Regions from separate parts of the Mus musculus genome. Here region 2 is linked to region 1. Evidence: chromatin contacts called from public HiCAR-type data. All regions are on one chromosome and are shown on one strand. Each heading gives the region's core, a stretch centred on a gene start, on an enhancer-like site or on the middle of the called end of the contact. The rest is flanking DNA. Distances are from core to core; before and after follow the strand shown. Region 1 overlaps BC052040 (cDNA sequence BC052040). Region 2 has its middle 45 kb from the start of Gm31590.

Evidence for each region. HiCAR-type assays count read pairs that join an accessible place to other places.
Region 2: a contact with region 1 is called in a HiCAR-type map of astrocytes, with 2.5 times the contacts expected there. The contact joins two enhancer-like sites. A contact is called at or near these places in 5 of 484 Hi-C or Micro-C datasets (ganglionic eminence, nephron progenitors, neural progenitor cells and 1 more), 6 of 115 datasets of contacts at active chromatin or transcription factors (astrocytes, embryonic forebrain, embryonic hindbrain and 3 more) and 1 of 9 other capture datasets (embryonic tail).

Annotation. Positions count from the first base shown.
Region 1 is chr2:115,720,881-115,726,282 of GRCm38.p6, forward strand. All of the region lies in intron 10 of BC052040 (cDNA sequence BC052040), which reads left to right. Among named protein-coding and RNA genes, the nearest start is that of Gm52524, 53 kb to the right of the region's middle. Within about 2 kb of position 2,816, at least 37 of the 459 cell types and tissues checked have an H3K27ac peak or open chromatin away from gene starts, as enhancers often do. A contact at or near this core is called in astrocytes, where this site is marked.
Region 2 is chr2:115,849,414-115,855,026 of GRCm38.p6, forward strand. No RefSeq gene overlaps it. Among named protein-coding and RNA genes, the nearest start is that of Gm31590, 45 kb to the left of the region's middle. Within about 2 kb of position 3,433, at least 41 of the 459 cell types and tissues checked have an H3K27ac peak or open chromatin away from gene starts, as enhancers often do. A contact at or near this core is called in astrocytes, where this site is marked.

The DNA of each region.
Region 1 (5,402 bases), core at 1,566-4,065:
CTCTCCAGCCCCTCTTCCTTGCATTCTTATTAACAAAAGCATGAACAGACAAACAAACAGAACGCTGACAGTTTTTAAATAGGTAGATGGAGCCCAGTGAGCTCAGTTAACTCCTCACCACCATGGGAATGCTTGGGAAGTCCTGAAAACAGTGTTCCTCAAGGTGCTCCCTGTACTACGCTGGGAGAGGAGTCTAAAGTTGGTTTGTTTCCCAGTGTGCTCTGCGTTATTTTGCATAGAATGGCTTAATGTCAGTAGAGAGCATGTATATAAATATACAACTGGGAGGGGTTCAGGGCTCATAAAAATAGGCAGCAATGGGAGTTAAGATCCTGATATGAATCCCAAGGCAAGAAGGTAAGTTTACATTAAATGCTGGTTTAACGTGCTTTGGCCCATCAGTATAAATGATAAAAGGTTTGCTTGGTTTTTGTCTATTTTAAGATTTTTACCAAACTGAACTATCCCAATCCTGATCCAAACTCTGGGGCGCTCAAGAAATGTGGAGTTTTAGAGCTTTGTGATTGGGTGTGTTCAGCCTTTGTTTTTATTCCAGCTTGGGGATGCCAGCAAAAGGTCTTCAGGTCTTGATGTTCCTAGCCTTCCCTGACTTTGCAGCAGACAGTGAAATTATTATTTTCCTACTAAGATGGAATCAAGCCATACATAGAAAAGGTTCTAACTCAGAAAGCCTACGAAAATACACATTAAGTTCATTTTTTGTAAGTTTGGTGTGTCCAAAGAGGGGGGAGGGGAGTGTTGGGTTGATGGCACACACATCCAGCACTAGGGAGGCAGAGGCAGGGGGATTTCTGTGAGTTCAAGACCTGATCTATATAGCAAGTCCCAGACCAGCCATGGCTACATAGTCTCAGGGAGAAAAGAGGAAGGAAGGAAGGAAGGAAGGAAGGAAGGAAGGAAGGAAGGAAGGAAGGAAGGAAGGAAGGAAGGACAGACAGACAGGGTTGTGGAGATAATGGGGTGGAATTATCTGTATATCAGAAATCACCCTGTGGTGGCTTTTGTCATATTTGGCTTTGGTTGGAATTACAAGCTTTCACCTATACTTTGAGTAAACATTTAACTCAGGAAAAAGAGTCTGCTACTGGCCCTTCTCATGCATGGTTTCCTTGGAGACAGATATGCTCACACTCCCCCATCCTAAGCTAGTGTGTGAAGCATGTTTCTCTTTTCATACCGCATAATTGACCAGAGGGTGAACAAAGGATCCACAGGGAGGCAAAAACCCTGATGTCACTCCTGACCTCACCATGCTCAGCAGCACTGGTCCTCACCTACGGGGGACTTTCTTGTCTCTCACCTTGCATCACATTCACCATGTTCTGCTCAGTTACTGTCATCTAACTCCCTCCCCCATCTTGGTTCTGTTTATTAATCTAGTTGCCATCTTTTCTTTGGAACTTTCTCTTCTTCCCCTTTTACCTAAAGTTAGATGGTCTGTACACAAAGCCTGTTGCTGTTTCTCTGAGTCATAAAATCCTGAGATGATGGAGACATCAACAGGAGCCCCATCTTTGCACCAAGGCAGTCCTTGGGGGAGCCCCTTTCCAACCTCTCCTGTCCCTTTACTTCCTCCTATAATGTTAGAAAAGTTAATTAACAACTAAATCAGAATGTATTCCTCTTTACATAAGATTTACTTGCATTTACATGGCTGAGATCCTATCACCCCTCAACATAGGCTGTCAACTTTTTATGTATACAAAATAACCCTGCCAGTTACACTACAGTGGAGTCTCCCATAACCTTAAAACTTCCCCTTAACCCAAAATGCACCTTGTTTTCTGTATTGAAAGGTAGAGTCTGGGAGCCTGCTCTGTCCCCTTCTGTTGAGTCTCTCTCCCACAAACTACCTGGAAAAGGACATGGTCCATTTTGAAGTGATTTTGAACTTGCTGAGTATCCGTGGCTAGTGGGAAACATAAATTAAAGCTCACATTTCAGGAACAGGTAGAAAGGGAGCGAGGGAACTCTCTGTTTCCTGGGCTGCTGCGAGGTGATAGCTGTTAAAAAGCTGTCTGCTAAGGCATCCCAAGCTAATGCAAATTAGCAGTTGTTTTCTTTCAGAACTGTATGACTGAATAAACATTTACCATTTGTTTCCTTTCTACTCATCTCTTAAAACAGTTGCTACAGGTCTTAATAGTAAGACTCGAAACATATAATGTATTAGCCTTGGCACATCAAAATATTGTTCATCTTCCAAACTTGAGATATTCCAGTTTGGCTTCTCACTGAGTTTATAATGTTTGAGTGTATGTATCTAAAAACGCATCTTACTAATCTCCTGGAATTGGTTTTTTTTTTTTTTAAGTGCCTGTAACTTGTCACTATTCCCAGCTTCAACATGGCCTGTCACTTGTGAGATTGACTGGCATTGTGCTGGACCTCAGTCTTAGAGAACCCCCAATATGAAATCTGAACCACAGATACCTATTTTGGAAGAGAGGCCTGTGATATTTGTGCAAATTAATAATGAGGTTAAAATGGAGTTGAGTTAAAATGAGACAGCTGTGCTCCTTGCTTTTTATGCAAGCCTTTTCTCATGCCTTACAGGGCCACCTTTTCTCATGGTACCAGTGTGGCAACGGCCAGGGGTAAGGAATTCCACCAAGTGAACAACAAACAGTATCTAGTAAATTCTTGTTCCGAGCTCTCCTGAAAGGTTTATTCCAATGCAGTCGTTAACATTCCTGGAGCCTGTGTCTGCCAAGTGCTTGCACTCAGTTCACAGGCTTCCAATTTAGCATGACAAAGTTGCTCCCATTTGCAAATGGGAAACCTGGAGCCCCAAATGGAGCCTCACAGTGAACTGCGCCCGGGGATGAGATCCTAGAGATACAGTATAAAGGATTATCTAGGATCATGTGGATGGTTCGCGGTCGCTTTGTCTGCCTGCTGGGTTAGATCATTCTTGGCAAGTTGGGTGAATTAGTATCCTATTCCTGAGAGCCATTTCATTACCTAGTTTGGAACTCTTCCACGCCCTGAAAAACGTCCATTGAAACTTTTATCAATGGTATTTGCATAGACAAAATAGAATCAAACTATTGACATCTTCTTTTAAAAAAAGAAAAGAAAAGAAAGAGAGAAAGAAAGAAAGAAAATGTATGTGAATAGTTTGTCACTAAAGACAATTTATCCAAAGGCACCTGTCTCCTCTAAGGACTCTGCCTAAAAGGGTTTTTTGGAGGAGCTTGGTGAATTTTTTTGTCTTTAAAATAAAGTAGTTTTTTGAGGTAAGAGAGAAGCTTAGTTTTTGAAATGGCACAATGAATAACAAAGGTCTCTTTTCACCTCCAAAAAAGCGGGGACTATAAAGGACATTTGTTAGCCTCTTGAGGAAGAATTATGCTGTTAATCTGAAAGTCTAGATATAAGAAGGTTTGCAGGACAAGCAGAGCAGGTAAGGTAGAGAGACCCTGGCTCTAAAAGCAGCCTGTTTCACGTGGATGGTCACATCCGAGCTCCAATTCAAAGTCCAGTGGTTTCCTAGTGAGCAGGACAGCTGGCCAGTAAAGGTCAAGGCGTCTGACATTGAACGACCCATCCATGCCCATATCCTCTCATCCGGCCCCACTAGCTTGTCAATCAATATCTGTCACTTATTTGGAAGCTGCAGGTTCCCCCTTCACCCACCATGGCCTTAGGTGGATGTGGTTCGTGTTGGGGATGAGAAGAGTCTTCAAACAGTAAAATGAGGAACAAACAGATTGGTTCTGAGCCAGCGAGAGCAGTGAGACAGGTGGACAAGGTTTTCTGGGGCCACTCCCTTGCTGTCCACTGTGGAGTTTTCCTAAAGACTCCTTCAGAAGGCAAATACTAAGTTACTAGTCTCCTTTTAAAGAAATAGAAGGATAAAAGCCAGGTGTTGGAAACAAGGAGAGTTACAGAGTCCACAACTCCACAGTTCTCATGCATGTGTATCGTTCTCATGAGTCGATGTTCAAGCACTCCAGCCTGAATCCACAGTCCTCAGGATATTTGAAAAGGCTATACAGAGAAGCCGCTATGTGATGGCGTTTAAGGGACAGAGAAGCAGAGCGAAGGCTTAGGAGCGGGAGTGCAGTAGTCACAGTTACAGCACCTGAAGCCAGGATGGGATATTCTCTCCTAATTAGTGCTGAGGATTAATTAGGCACAAAGTTACAAGCCTTGAAAGAATTTCATCATTATTTTTCTTTGATTTTCTTTTCTATATTAAAAAAAAAAGGCCCACCCCATCATTTTCTATTTTAGCAGTTTCCACAACTTAAACATTAAGTTCTTATTGTTTGATTTCCGTTATATTAGGAGTGTGTGTTTTGCAATTCTAATCTTCGGGCTTTCCTTTCTTATCACTGAAGTGGGCCTTTTGAAGCTGGGAAATTTTTCATAGCAATATTGACAGTGTTCACATTTGCATGATGACAGCCAAGGAATGGAGCAGTAATTTTTGAAATTGCAGAAGTATTTAGAACACTGATAAAAGCTGAAATATATTTTTGATGGATTGAAGTTAAGCATACATGATTTTTTTCCTGCTGTCAAAAGGCTCTGAATTTAGTGAATATTTGCCTGCTGCGAGAATGCAAGATTAACATCACAACCATCACCCGGGCACCCAAACCCTGCAATTTAATAGCTTTTTAGGTTCTTTCCTTTTTCTAAACAGCAATTAATCTCATTTTAGTACAATTTTCTCGTTTCTGAAGTCGCTCATTGAATCGCTGTTTTGTTCATATTTGGCTTCAGCTTCTCTGCATAGTCATTAAAGTCCCAATTAATGTCGCCTTTAGCTGAAGAGTGCTCATTTTTATTGAGAAAATGACAGTTGCTGCCATGAGTAGTGCAGTGTAATATACATTAATTGCCCTGTAACACTGGTAATTACGAGTTTTTCAAGCCTCTCAGTAAACTGTCATGCCTAGACAAGACTGCGCTAAAATAGATTACTCATTAGGGAGACCTGGCCTATTTTCTGGTGGGTTCTTAGTGTTGGTTTAAAAAAATAAAAAAATAAAATAAAATAAAAAGAAAGAAAATCTTGAGCCTGAACAAATAGTTGCCAAGAGCAATTTCCTCCAACAATATTCTTGTGCCGGGTTTTTCAGCCATCACTTAAGATTGTGGTCAGAAAACAGACAGGATGCAGCAGATGCTGCAGCTAGTGAGCCTCGTGCATTTATTTCCATGGCTCACAAGAACAGACCTAATGCTGCTCCACTGGGGTTGAATAGCCTGGAACCAAAGAGGGTTGCTAGGGGTTAACACTTGCTCGTTCTCGAGAGACTGGTGACAGCCTGGAAGCCAAACTCATCAAGTCCCCTACCACTGCTCGGATCCCTGTAAACCCTGAAGGAGTACAGAACTCTGACCCCAGCACAGAACCTGTCTATATA
Region 2 (5,613 bases), core at 2,183-4,682, 130 kb after region 1:
GGAAACCATGCCTCTTCTTCTTCTTTCAAGACAAGGTTTCTCTGTGTAGCCCTGGCTGTCCTAGAAATCACTCTGTAGACCAGGCTGGCCTCAAACTCAGAAATCCACCTGCCACTGCCTCCAAATAGCTGGGATTAAAGGTGTGTGCCACCACTGCCCGGCTATTGCTTACTTCTTTTAAGGGAACGTAATGATGCAAGCATATAATGTGTACTGATTGAGAAGCCCTTGCCACCTGAGATCCTTGTTTGTTTGAGACAGGATCTTCCTGTACAGTCTTGACTGGAACTTATGGTGACCCCCCTGCTTCAGCTTTCTTCTCTAGAGTGCATTAGAGGACTGAGCTACCACGCTCCCATCTTGCCTAGTATTGGGACACTTGGGGCTCATGCCTTTAATCCCAGCACACGGGAAGCAGAGGCAAAAGGATCTCTGTGAATTAGAGGCCAGCCTTGTCTACATAGCAAGTTACAGGACAGCCAGTGCTACATAGTGGGCCCTGCCTCAAAAACAACAACAATAACAGCAACAACAGAAACAAAACAAAACAAAAGCACCCACTAGTCTTATTTGGGAAGGCAGTGGAAAGGGGTCTCCGGTGCTCAATGCTATCTCCTTGCTTTGTTTTTGAGTACGCACTACGTTCAGGCAAGTCTACTTTGGATAATTCCAAGCAAGCTGTTCATGTGAGCAGACGTATAACTCACTGCAAACACAGTGGAAGAGAAATGCTTTCCTCTCCTGATATTTACAAGAGGAAGTAAATGTGTGCCCTTTTGACACTAAGACAAAAGAAAGAATGAGGCAGAACCAAATCTCCTCCTGGGGCCTTCTTAATGTTCTCCAGACCAAACCAGTCTTTTGCGCCAGAGGTCAGATGGACTGGGAAGGCTCAGGGACTCACACATCTGGAGCAGAGGAAGTGACGGGCCCTGAGATACCTTTCGAAGGGGTCTTGGCTAGTGAGAGGAGAATTAGGCTAGTGAGCACATACAGGTTTCTTCCTGGGTAGAGAAGATAACGACCAGGCATTTCTTCCCTTCTACCAAGTCCTTCTAACTTGGCTCCTCTAAGAGGGAATTTTCAAAACCCACCTTGGGGGCAAACTGTCTCTTTCCTCTGCTTTCCTACTAAGCAAATACAGAGCAAGAGCCTGAGGGCTTTGGGGGCCCATGTTACTCTTTTTAGTCACTCAACTAACAGTGGCTATAGGCCTGCACCCCGGTTGGATTAAAGATTTAGAGGTGGAAGCGATGAGGTGGCAGAGTGGGACTAAGTGGCAGTTACTGCTTACCTCATGCCAACATTGCTCTTGCAGCTAAGGGGTGGCCCCCACCCTTAGTACCATCAAAATTCAAGGTTGCTGGAACAGGGTGGGCCTGGGCATCATCAGGGACCTCTGACACTTTTCTCGGGCTCTAATTTAAAGGGTAATGACGTCCAAACACTGAAGGAATTAGATGTAGTTCTTTCGGCTGGTGCCTATCCAGGGCCACCTTCTCTTCACTTGGATGACAAATTCCATGTGTCCACTCTGCCTAGTGGCTGCAAGCCCCTAGAATCCTTCAGACTTGAGGACCTAGGAGCTTGGGAAGAGCTGAGGGAAAGGGAGAGGGAACAGGATTGTCCTCTCCTCTTACTGAAGCCTGACTGTTCAGGAGAGGTGTGTACCTCAGGGCCAAGAGATAAGAGGGCCTCCCTCCTTGCGGTTTCCCGGCTTCCTATGACTCTATGCTAGCTCTGCTCTTGGCCACTGTGATAGGAGACAAGGATGGGAGAAAAGGGTAGGGTTGGGGCGAAAAAGAGGAGATGATGGTTACAGAACTTTGTGCTTGTACCTCAAACAGAAGGGAAAAAGAACAGGGCAGGGGTGGGGGAAGGAGATAGCTCCCACAGGACTAAACAGTAACAAGGAGTGGGCATTTCAATGAAACCAGGGTTTTCGCACACTGGGGGTGGGTGGTGATATTCTGGGGTTCTGGAATGGACACCTCCTTTGTCCTGTAGCTGGGCTGATGGTCAAGTGCCCATGTCAGAAGCTTTAGGCTTCCTCTGGGCACAGTGACTTCCTTGACTTGGTTTGGCTTGGTTTACGTGCAAAGGAAAATTATGACTCCTGTTAGTTTTTACATCTTTAAATCACTATTTCCTGAGGTTTGTGTTTCAGGCCAAGTGAAGTAGATAGTTGAGGAGAGCTTGGGTAATTCCAAATAAAAATTTCCTGGAATGATAATTTGTGTAAAATCTTCTAAGGAGGCTAGCTTTTATATGTCGATGTGGATTGGATTGGTTCCCTCTTTGGCTAGAAATATATATTAGCTGTGTGCACGGCTACACTAATATTCTAAACATCACACACAATTCCATTTCAACTCCTGACAGTCCCATAGTTTACTTCTGTGTGAGTGAGTACACTTCCGAGAGAAAAACTCGGAATGGTGGTCAGCCCCAAAGATGAGTCAAAGAGGAGAGGAAAGAAACATGCCTTCTGGAGGAGGTGAGGAGAAAGAAGAGAGAGATGGAGGAAGGGAGAGGGACCAATAGTGGAGGAAGAATGATGGGTGGGTGAGCAGAGACGGGGTGGTGTGAGGATACCAAGGTCAGTGAAGCCCTGGACTCCACCCTCAAGCCCAAATAGCTCTCCCAAGAGGTTCAGGTCCAGTTTCAGGCAGTCTCTTGTGCCCCCGGGGGACCTTGTGTCCAAGGTCCCCTGGGGGCTTAATTCACTCCTGCCCTCTCCACAGAATGACTTTCGAACCTGGAAAAAATAATTGCATTAGAGCAGATTACTTAGAACCGATAGTTATCCGTCTTCTGCTGTTCGACAGAAGTCTATTAAATTCGGCACAGCCATTACCAGCTGAGCTCTAGAGCGCGCCTTCATTAAGAAAATTAAAACTGTGTTTTTCGAACCTAAGCCAAGCCTGTTCAGTCTCAGGCGTCAGTGGCCACCCCCGGGGTTTCCCTGAGCCAGGTTTTTCTTTCTTTCTTTCTTTTTTTTTTTTTTTTTTTTTTTTTGCCAGAATCAATCTCTTGGACCCGGCAGGTCTGGGCTGGAAAGATTGAGTGTGGTGACAGTAGCTGGAATGTTGGGATATTCCAGCTGAAGAACTCCATCATTCTTCTTGACCCCCGCCTAGCCTATGGCCTCTTGACTCTCCTCGCATGAGTCTTTACCCTGAGGCTTTGCGGTTCACGGTGGGCACACCTGTCTGGGCGTGGCTCCGGGGACACAGGTAGCATAGGGATGCGGTGGGATCTGCTGAGGGGCCTGAGTAGAGCCAGGAACTTAGACAGTTGAGTGCCTGAGTCTGGATACAGACACAAGTGCACGTGTGTGCCGTGCACGCGCGCGCGCGCACCACCACTGCAGCGCCTGCTCTCTCCATCGAATGACACAGAACAGCTGCGACACTAGAGTAGCCAGTGAGCCTTTTGTCCACCCAAGCGCAGGCAGCCCGCCAGGCAGTCAGACGGGCGGTGGCGTGTGCCTCCGACCCTAAGGTCTTGTCCCTTTGGCAGACTGCTGGGCCTTCGGGGACTTACTTGGGTTTCCACTTTGGTTTGGCGACACACCCTGATGAGTGTCACTTGGAGTCTGGGCGCCACTTCTATCTAGCTTGGGGCGGAGGGAACAGGTGGGAAGAGTAGGCTGCCAGGAGGTCCCATCCCTTTCTCTCTCCCCAGACACCCCAGTTTTCCTGAATCTCTGGTGGAGAGAGGGCTTCAGTGCTAGGAGAGCGGGTCACTCGGTGAGAGAGGTTGAGATGTGGCATCTGTAACTGTACAGTTGATTTTTTTTTTTTAAAGCACGGTTCATTTTATATTTTTGTTGTTGGTACCTGTCTCTCTTTGTTCAGCATTTTGCCTTTTGAAATGTTAATTATTCAGGACCCCTCCGAAATGTTCACCCAATTCAAGTTTCTAAGGAAAACATAGAAAAAAAATATTTGCGTATGTGGAGACACTCTTTCTTGGGACTCTAGGGGCAAAGAGAGGCTGCATCTTTGTCAGACTGCCCAGTGATGGAAAGCTTAACCACCTTTTTCTGTAAAGTGTGGTTATTAGGGCATCAGGATTCAGATGCAGGCTTGGGTGCTGTTGAGAGAGGGATGGGGTGGAGGGTACCTACTTGAAAGTGCACAATATTGGTATCTAATTCTCTTTCTCACGAACTCAAATGGATACAAAAAGCTTGCAAAATTCAAGTGACACCAGTCGCCTGATAGCTGTGGACAAGGTAACTAACATCTTTTACATCTGCACAACTTTCAACCACAAAAACGCTGGACATTAAAAATAAAGTTCTTCTAAGCAAGAGGGAAAACTAAAGGCTGATATTAGTGTTTTCTTTTATCCCATGGAGGTATCAGTTGATCCCGTTTCTTTTGTCGGCCCAACTGAGCAAACTAGAAGGGAAGAGCAGTCTCTGACCAGCAACAAATCCAGGGTGTTAAAAGCAAGTTCCTTGGATGATTTTTCTTTGCCTTTAAAGCAAAACAAAACAAATTTTAAAATTTTATTTCCTCCTGGAGAGTTAATTTTGTTGCCAAAACATAGGCATGGGGCTGTTAACAAGCCATTTGAGAAGCTAAGTCTCGGTGATCTCTTTCTTGCAATCATAATCGGCAAGTGGCTTAAGATTGATGGTGAGGTATTTTCTGTCTCTTCTGGAGGACCTTCGTGTCAATTTATTTAGAACACTGACCAGACTGTCAATGCCTCCCAATTTTATTAAGCTGTTTGTAACCAAACACAGTGGGATTTCTACCCTTCCTCCCTCGTGAGTGTGAGAGTATAGTGCTGACTGCTTCTTGTTCTGAGTTCAGCTGCAGCGGGGTCCACTCCCTTGTGTTTGTTTTATTGTGTTTATATAGTTGCACGGACAGCTATGCATTCCCTGGGCACGCAAATACCTATGTACACATATATTTAAGGCGGTCCATGTGTTGTGCAGTAACTTCTCTTACACTTTACTGAGCTTAAAGGGGACCTTTCAAAAAAGTCAACCGCAGTGGCAGACTTCCTCAGAGAAGAATGTACTTTTAAAGTAATGCAATGAACTTCAAAACAGATTCCTTCTCGGCATAACAGCTTGCTTGCTGGTGCATATTTAAATCTATCTCAGTTATTACAATAGTCCCTAACAATATTTCAAGCTCAGCTGCACTTAGCCATCCCTATTCTGCCCAAAAGATCTGGGTTAACTCCCACCACTGCCTTTTCCTAGAAGCGCCCCTTTCTGTGGGGTCCCAGGGTGCCTGACCCAGACCTCCAACATCCACAAACGAGGGTGGGGATCTGAGATGTGAAAGTGGAATCTGCAGAAGAGCCAGGGTAGAGAATGGATTGCGCAATCCAAGAATTAGAAGCACTGGGGAGGAAAGACACACCTTTTCCAAATGCACCGTTCTTTCCTTCCCCAGAGCCTCGTTCCTCAGAATTGCTCTCAGAAAAACCCGCAATCTGATTCTTTAAAATAAAAACCAAAAACTCCCTGAGAAGCCAAAGTCGTTCCGCGTGGTAGATTGCCATGTCTGATGTGGGGGGTCCAACTGCGGCGGGGAGACCCTTCTGACACGGCTGCTTTGTCAGCGTCTTCTCCCAGAGGCA